Linked DNA regions of Dromaius novaehollandiae: region 2 is linked to region 1. The links are chromatin contacts, called in public Hi-C maps. All regions are on one chromosome and are shown on one strand. The core of a region is the stretch at or near the end of the contact, and the rest is flanking DNA. Distances in the headings are between cores, read along the strand shown.

Region 1 (4,605 bases), core at 1,062-3,561:
CCCAGGCATGTTAAAAATGTAACATTGGTATAAACTAAATAAGCTTATCAGGAAAAAAAATACTACTTAAAGAGAATATATAGTAAAAGTGGAAAAGGATAGGGTCCCTATATTCATCTATATTGTCAAGAAGTATTTAGCTCTTCAGTACCCAGTGTTTATATACACAGATTTAAATCTCACAGCCTGTAAATATAAGTACACCCAGTCTTTAGAAGTCCACTGCTTCTAAAGCACAATGTTAAAATATTTTATAATCGACTTCCTGATGCTTCATTGAAGTTTCTTTGAGTCCCTTCTATGCTAAGGTCCAGTTCTGCAATATTTACTTGCCTGAGCCATCCCACTGACTTCAGTGGGATTACTTGTATAAGACACAATATCAGTCTTTGGCTGTGGTTCTCTAACTTCTTGCATGTGTGCAGAATTAGTGCAATGCCACACAAGCAGAATACATCTGTATGCATATTCAGGGGTACACCCACATGAAGCAAGTTGCAGGGATTACAACTGTAATCAGATGTGAAAACGCATTTTTTTTTCCCCAGCCCAAGTCGATGTAATTGCCACTCCACCACTCCTTCTATGACATTCATTACACAAGCCAAAGAGTGAACACTGGGAGGGGGAGAAAAGGGGGAAAAGAGAGAGAGAAAAAAAAAAGGCCTTACAAAAAGGCCTTCTAAATCTCTTACCCCATCTCTTGGTTATAAGCAGAATCTATTTCTAGTATTCTAGTTGATTTTTTCAAGCCATGCAGAACAATTGCTCAAAAGTAGCTCAGACACTGACATTCATACGATCACCCCATGACTTACTTGCTTCATTAAGAATACCAAGTTTTGAAGTACTTACATTTTGCTAAAAAACACCTTGAAATATCCAAAAGAAAACACAAAAGAATGTTTGACCTAATTATGTGTCAAGTTTCATATACTCAGAAGGAGGATTCTAGGAAGATTTTATTAAAAGAAAAAAGAAAAAAGTTAACTTCACAATCTTGTTCAGTTCATCAAGCTCATATAGGTAAGCTTTTCAGAACAGGGAGTTAGAGCAGGTCTTCTTCAGCCCTGTAAACCTCAACTTTTAAAATATGGTTTCAGTGAAGAAACGGGTTATTTTCTGGTTAACATTCAAAGTCAAAGAACTTGATATTGCATGCTACATTGTTTTTTTCTCAAGGGTCATTTAGAAAAGAATCCCTGCTAAGTAATAATTACCTCAAACTCTATTAAACCTTACCGTGTATGTTATGGTTTCCTCAGTTTCCTGTGAATGTACTGTAATAAGAATGAAAGCAGCCAAGAACATAGTTGTCAACATCATGAACCTTGAAAGAAAGAAAAACAAATAAACCAGAAATATTTTTAGCCCTTCTTTGCTAGAAAACACAGCCACCACGTCTGGGAGCGGGTCTCGCGTCTGTCGCTGGCGCCCGCTGAACTCCTACCTGCGTGCGGAGGCCAGGACTCAGCCCTTCTGAATCCAAGGAGCAGCTGAGGCTTGGCAGCGTTTCCGCCCCGTTGTATTTTATTCAGCTGAAAGAGAAGAGGAAAAAAAAAAAAGAGGCTTTGGAAGGAGGTAACGGTTAGCAGCGCACCGAGCCCGAGGCGCCGCAGCCCCCGCCACCACCGGGCGGGGCAGTGCCCGGCCGCACCGACGGGGCAGCTCGGCGGCGCCGCTCACCTCGGCGGCCGCCGACAGCGCCGCCGCCGGCGCCGCCGCTCCCCGGCCGTGGCGGAGGCGCAGCCCGGGACACCTCGGCGCGGCGATGCCATAGGCGACACCCGGCGGCGGCGGCCCGGCCCCCCGCAGCCCCTCGCGCCGCCCGCCGTCCCGCCCCGAGCCCCGCGGCGCGGCGCGCCTCGCCCCCCAGCAACCGCCGCGTCGTCCGCCGGGCACCTGCTCGGCCCGCGGCTGCCGCGCCCCGCCGGCCCGGCCCCGGGCGCCGCCGGCCCGGCCCGCGCCGCCCTCGGCGCGCGCTGCCCTCGGCCCCGCGCCGCCCGGCCGCGCCCGCGGGGCGCCCCGCCGGGGCCGGCCGGGCCGCGGCGCAGCGCCGAGCCTCCCCGCGCCGCCGGCTCCTACCTGCGGCCGCGGCGCCCGGGGCTCTCCTGGCGGGGCCGCGCCGCGCAGCGCCGACTGGGGCTGCTCCGGCGGCAGGTCACCGCGGCGGCTCGGCCCCCTCCGTCCCTGCGCCCGCCCGCTGGCTACGCTGTGGTGCCGGCGCCCGCCCGCCCGCCGCCGCCTCGCTCTGCCTCCCCCCGCGGGCCCGCGGCGCAATAGAAACGGTCCCGGCTCCGCCGGGGCCCCGGGCGCCCCCTACCGGCCCCGCGGCCGCCTGGCCCCTTCCGCGCGGCGGGCGGGGCGCCCGGCCACGGCCGTCGCCGCTCCCGGCCCGGGCAGTCGCGGCCCCCGAGCGGCGCTGCCCGCCGCCGCCGCGCGGGGCCCAAGCGGGGCAGGTGCGGGGCGCCCCGCCGCCATCTCGGGCGTGCGAGGGCCGGGCCGGCGGCCGCCGCCCGGGCAGCCTGGGATGCCCCGTGGTCGCGGCGGGCCGGTAGTAGGAGGCGCCCAGCGGTCACCCGAGAGGGGGGAGCGGGCAACACATGCCTGGGGCATCCGGGAGCTGGCGGAGGAAGGGGCGTCCGGGGGCGGCGGGTGACCGCCGCCATGGCGGTGGCCGGAGGCCAGGTGCGTTGCATGAGCAGCCCACGCTGTAGCGCCTCGCTGAGTGCTGAGCGACCGGAGCAGTGCTGGTGTTGGGAAGGGTGGCGAGTTGCACGTCCCCGGCTTTGAAAGCGAGGGGTGACGGAGGAGCCTGCGGGCGGCAAGGAGGCCGGTGCGCTGCCTGGCGCACCGCGGCTGAGGCGCTGTGCTGGTCACTGAGGGAGGCCCGTGCCCAAGTCGACGGTTGGAGTCTCCTCCATGGTGTTTCCTGTGGAAATACTGGAAGTCAGCAGGACTAATGTGTGTGAACCTTGCTGGCCAGATCCTGCGTGTGCTCGGCGTGGGTGGGTTTCTGCTTTCCATCTCTGGGGGAGCCTGCCCAGGTGGCAGCCGCCCTCTGGGCCTTGCTCTGAGCAGAGCTGGGGTGCAAGTGAAGATGTCGATATCTTCTCCTCGCTCTTCCTCAGCACATAATGGAAAAGATACAAATGTGCTTTATTCGTTGCTTTCTTTCTTTTCTTTTAACTCTGGCAATGGGGTGGCGTTTCTGATTTAGCTTATATGGCTTTGAAAGTAGGGCTATGATCCTAGAAGCACTGAGGTTTGATGGTTGTCTTCTTTGGTGATTTTTAAAAATCACAATGGTAGTTTTCATAAACTCCCTTAGCATAAGTGGATTATATCTTGGCATGGTAGAGTCCACTACCCATATAGGAATAGCAACGGCAGTAAGAAGCACCTTTGGGTTGGTTTAATGGTAACCAGCGTGAGGAAGTTGTACTGCTGTAATTCTTTCAGGATAGTTGTGGTATAAGTCCTTTTGTGCAATGAAAACACATACATAAATTTAAGCACGAGGTGGGTGGGGTGGCATCAGTGGTCACTTTTTCAATTTCCAGATAAATACTTAAAAGATAAATGCACTTACAGTCTTCTTATTAGAGTTTTTGATAAACTTTTTTGTATTGGGCATTGTGCATACTCCTTGGAATTAACTTTTGCAAGAGCATGTATAAATGTACATTTTTTTAAATTTAAGCTGAACTATGACTTTTCAAACAATAGTAATGAATATTTATCTGACTGGGCAATCTATGTGAATTTAAAAATAGTACAACTAATGTGCTTTTCTGTCCATTCTAAATCCAGTAAATATAAAATAGGAAGTGTCCTTCATATTCCTTCATGTTCCAATTCATATTGGAATGCGTGCTGCAATGGCGGTTACTGTGATTGATAGTAACTGTATGAAAGCAGTTAAAGATTCTAATTAAGATGGGAATGCCATGGTAGAAAGCAGTTTACAAAGAAGAAATGGTTAAAGAACAGTGAGGGTTCATAATCTAAAGGAGACAAATACAAGGTAAATGAAAAAATCTGTCAGAGTCTGGGAAGATCAGTCTAGGAGCAAAATACAGGAATTCATTTGATTATCAGAGCCGTCAGCTATAAATACCCACTGCTTCTTTTAGTCCTTCTGTTATTTAGGATAGATATATAATAACTTGTGTGCATATAATACAGCTAGATTATAAAAACACTGAACAAAGTATTTAGTGACCCTGCTTCTCCTCCAGGGAGAGGATGAGATGGCACGCATGGGACAAATGAATAACATATATGGGACAGTCACATTGTACAAATGAATAATTCTCAGATATTTAGTGTTCAGTGGGATAAGATGGACCTTAGTTGTCAATTGCCTTGAGAGGATAGTAAGAGGTGGGATATTTGACAGTGCCTACTTTCAAGTTACTTGGATTTTTGCTTCTACTTTGCTCTGGTCATTTGAAAACCTATTCAGGATACTTGCGTTTGGTGAAGAACTGAGGGAGAATCTGTGGAAATGATACAACAAGAATGATGGCAAAGGGAGAGAGACATTAGCAGCAGCTATTTAAACAGTCTGGAAGGCTTGGGGAGCCAAGCAGAGAAAAGAAT
Region 2 (4,605 bases), core at 1,168-3,667, 77 kb before region 1:
AGAGGCATGGTGAAGAATTAAATGGTGACTGCACTATTTGCATAACAAAACCTAGGTATGTAGAAGAGATGTAGAGTCAGAAACTATTTGTGCTTAATTTTAAATAGATGACTAAAATCTAATTACTACATGTATACTTATGTACTAAAGGTGTAAGGATATAGAGGTAAAAGAGTAAATATAGAGAAATCAGGCCTAGAAAATCCTTGGCTTGGCATTTGAGATTCTGTGAAGATCTCTTTTGTATGGTGTGTTGGAAATAAACACGCTGCTTGAAGTGCTAAATATGCTTTGGTGGTGTGTACCAACCTAGGCGGAGGTCCACAGTGCAAAGGATCCTATGGGGAAGCAGGGGGGATGCTCTCTTGGTGTCCCGTGGTGAAAAGGGATGAGCAAGCAGGACTGAAACACACTTGTTTTGTTTGTTGCATTGTCATAATGCAGTCACTTTTGTTGGAAAAAGGAGGTATGTTATAAAGTGGGGGAAAATGCATGAATGTAATAACTTATAAAACCTGGGCCAACTGCCAGTAGGCCTAAGTAAGCCTGGGAGAGCAATCCCCTTAATCTGAGGTAAACTGGTGGAGTTGGAGACCTCTTCCCAGGTTTCTGGGTGGGCACTTCAGATGTTTAGAGGCCAAACCTGCCCCTTGCTGCTGCTCTGGTCTCAGCAGCAGGCTCCTGTGGCAGAGGGGGCACGAGACTGTCCCCATGGGTTGTGCCACCATAAGAGGATGACCCAACTTGCTGATGTCTGCTGGTCTTTAGCTGCGGATGATGAGCCATGGGAGGACATGGCCCCACTGGCCCTGGGTGGCGGAGGGGCCCCAGAAAGCCATAGTCTCAAGCTGTGCCTTTGTTTGCATTTTGTAAGTCCCTGTTCTTTTCGTTACCCTGACTTCTGGCTGAAAGGACAACTTGGAGAGCTCAGAAGGAAACTTAAAAAATTACCTTTCCTGACAACAGGCTTTCTTTTCTTTAAGATATGTCACTTTAAAGAAAGAAACTGAAACAAGCTCTGTTAGTCATGGCCCTTGGGTGTTTGGGTAGAGGAGGACTCAGTAAACAAAGCCCACTAGGAGCATAAACCAGCTGTTCTTCTCCTGCCAAAATTTTTGAAATGGCTTGACCGGATGGTACAGGTGGAGCTGTTAGAGGGACCAACAGTAAGGTGCCTATTGCTTTCCATTATAAAACCAAGTTTCATTTGCTTGTTCTTCTGACTGTCGTAAGTGATTTGGATTGAAATGTCATGTGGTGGCTGAAATTTCGATACATACAAATAACTTGTGCATTTTCACAAGAAAATGCACAATAAATATATTAAACATCCAAAAATGCACTCTGCCAAACAAGGCATAACTGAGTCCCCCTCCAAAAATTTGCAGTCTGAGCAAGACAAAGTGAGCAGAAAGGCTTCAGCAGAAAACTGGGGGAATGAACACCTATAGCGTGAGTTACTGTTTCTAAATAGTTAAACAGAAAACAATATTCACTTTCTCCAGAGCAACATGAAACAGGAGACTTTTCAGCCCTGAGAATATCCCCTTTTGCTACAAGGGTTTGCTGGAGGCTTTCTAAGGGAGCTTCTGACAAGGTCTAGTCATGCTCTGGCCTTTCCATAGTGGTCTATGGAAGAAACGGAGCATATCCTTGCCCAAGCTGCCAGGAAGCTCCCTAGACAGAGATATGGGTATATCGGGCACCCCAGAAGTGGCTCCAGAGGTGCTGGAGCTTTGAAAATGGCCATTGAAGGAATTAATCAGGGACACTTTGGTGCCAAGAATATGTTGCTTTCCAAGTGGTGGGAAGCACCATCAAAGGCAGTGCCATTGATTCAACAGGCACTTTCGTGTTTGAATTCAGGAGCTGGTTCACCTGTGGCCTCTGTGAGAGGGATGGGTAGGAAATGGCGCCAGTGGCTTCAGCATTGTCCACCCCGGCCGGCAGGCTGGTGCCCTCGGAGGCCTGGGGAGCTGCCTGAGCGACCGCGTGGCCTTGTGCACAGCAGTGCCTCAGGCATGTGTGTTTGGTGAGGGGGAAACATGGGCGTGGATGGGCATGGATACAGGTGTGCTGCTGCTTTGGTGGTTGGCGCCTCTTTCAGTCAGCTGCTTGTGCGTGCATCCAGCGCTAATGAGCTGTTAGCAGGGCTCTTATGCTCGCAGTCGTCAGGAACAGACAGCTTGTGTTACATTCATTTCAAAAACAACTTTAAAATGTATGTTTTACAAATTGTATCACTTCCTTGCAGGATCTGAGTGAGGGTGGGTGTTGGAGCCAACATTTCGAAGACCCTGAACTGACTTTATTTCATGTCTTGTCTGTTTAATCTTCTGCCGTAAGATGGCACTAGTTAGCTTACCAAGTGGTGTATTTTCCACTTCGTACTTTAGAGTTGTCGTCTTACTCTTTTTTTTTTTTTTTTTTTTCCCCTTTTAATTGCAATACCCACAAAGCGCTTGTTTCTGCCCACACGTATCCACCACAGTTTTCTTGGAAACTTTTGAAGATACGCTGAATATTTGTGGAATAATATAAACCAACAGTTTGTTTTTCATTACATATTACTTCATAGTGCTCTAATCCTCAAGATAAATGAGCACTTTCTGTTCAGTGCCATCAAACAGAATATTCTTGGACAATTTTAATTGCAGGGACTAACATGAGTGACACAAAGGGTAAAATAGTCTTCATCTGCTGGGAAAGAGAAAAATCTACAAAAATGACAACTCTTACAACATTTACAAAAGTCAGTGTTATCTCTCATTTGTGTGCCTGCAACTTGAATGCTGGAGTCATTAAGCCCATGCTCTAAAAAAAGAGTTCCTAAAGTCAGAATTTTAAGTCTCTTTAGGCATGTAAATGAACTCTGAGCATTCAGCACTGTGTTCTTAAAAAAAACAGCCAGAGTTTAAAAAAAAAAAAAAAAAAAAAAAAAACCCACAGAAAATCACTCTGGCTTTTTGGAACAATTTTAGATTTCCATTTTTAAAACTGAATTAACAACACTTCTAACAACATGAGATGTTTGACTTTTTTGACTTGTATCTTCAGTTAGTTGAAGAAAAATAAGTAAACATCATCATTTGCACTGCACAAAGTTTTCGATTAATGTGCTCATTTATTGTTGTTCCAGTTTTTGGGTGCCCAACTTGGAAATGGTTTGTACTCTTGTAAAGCCTGAACATCCTGTTGAAGGGATGAGTCGCACTCGGGGCTGATCTCCATGCAGACCCACAAGGGCAATGCAGGCCTTGCTGTGAAGAGCTGACCGTCTAATTTTAAAAAGCTGTGGCAGAAGTTGTGACAAACTGTGAGGTGAATATAAATAGGTCTCGATTTTCATGGGTTAGGATGCCTGTAGCTACCATGGGTGTCAAATAAAGACTTACTAAATGCAAGTTTTATCCATGCTGCACCCGGAGGCAGCAGGGATGTGGAAGTGCTGGCCCTTGCGAGGCTGCCTGGCACCTGGTCTCCTGTAGCGTTTCTGGTCTGCCCAGGATTCCATGCTAAAGGCATACAGGATTTTTTCTCCTGGATTTCCCAAGCCCCGCTCTCTGGTTCTCCTCCTCCTCCAACCGCAGTCATGCTCCCAAGCTCGCGATACTGAAGAAGAGGTGGGTTTGGAGCCGTGCCGCGCCCTTTGCCCTGACCTGCTCTGTTCGTCCCAAAATCACTACGGCAAGGAGGGAAAAGAGGAGGGTGGTTTCAGTGTTGGCTCTGGTTACCTGCAGCCTGACTGACTTGAAAAGCGAGTAAACACCAGAGGAAGACCCCCGTTGGGTACCTGGCATCTTCCTTGCTCTGTGTTTTAGAAATTAAACCACATATTGTCTTGGCTGTGTTCCTGTGGGTATTATTTTCTTTCTCCAGGACATATATCTAACAGCATGGTAACCAGTAAGCTAGCAGGACTGTACTCGCTGTTGCCTTAAATTTTTGATGAATTTTTAAATGAACTATAATTTTAAGGCCTGCTGTCTGGTGCTCTTATTTTTCTTTAGCTGCTTCTCCATTTCCATCAGGAAAAACGGGGTAGATGTTTCTCGCTATTAGTGTGCGGGATGCGTTTGCCCGATTAGAGCCTCTCTGACAGCGGCTCTGCTGGGGACTGGGGGAGCTGATGGGGCATCCCGGTGGGATGGGTGCTCTGGGGACTGTGCCCACCCTGCAGCACCTTGTGGGCTTGCCATGTCTTTCTGGGGCAAGATGCTGCATTTTGGGATCAAGGTGCCAAACGAATGTGTAGAAGAGATGGCGATTATCAATAGGATGGGACCGAGGAGTGGGGTAATAATGATTAATGACGTGGCTCTGGTGGGCAGCAGAGTAGAAGGGGAAGATGAGCGATTGCAAGGGGAAGTGTAATCAATCTACGTTACATCAGGTGAAGACATGAAAATGGAATTTAAAACATGAAGTAAACTTCAAATTTTTGAAGTCTGTTTTCTTGACAAGTTAGTCATGATTGTTTAGCTATGCATACAGTATTAAAATAGGTATTCAATAATTGAGCTTTCAAATTGGACGGGAGTACTTTTTAACCTGGTATTTTATTTGAAAAAGCATTTTCAAGCAAGAGGAAAAATAAGATGATAA

What was found. Hi-C and Micro-C count contacts between places; a contact is called where the count stands out from the background.
Region 2: a contact with region 1 is called in a Hi-C map of ovary, with 5 times the contacts expected there. The contact joins the enhancer-like site here to the promoter of EFEMP1 in region 1. A contact is called at or near these places in 3 of 4 Hi-C or Micro-C datasets (brain, liver and ovary).

The regions. Positions count from the first base shown.
Region 1 is chr3:107,645,191-107,649,795 of bDroNov1.hap1, reverse strand. It overlaps EFEMP1 (EGF containing fibulin extracellular matrix protein 1), which reads right to left and starts at 2,311. Exons shown (of 11, transcript XM_064509733.1): 1 at 2,086-2,311; 2 at 1,451-1,538; 3 at 1,243-1,330. The coding sequence starts at 1,326.
Region 2 is chr3:107,722,738-107,727,342 of bDroNov1.hap1, reverse strand. No RefSeq gene overlaps it. Among named protein-coding and RNA genes, the nearest start is that of PNPT1, 17 kb to the left of the region's middle. Within about 2 kb of position 2,417, at least 1 of the 2 cell types and tissues checked has open chromatin away from gene starts, as enhancers often do.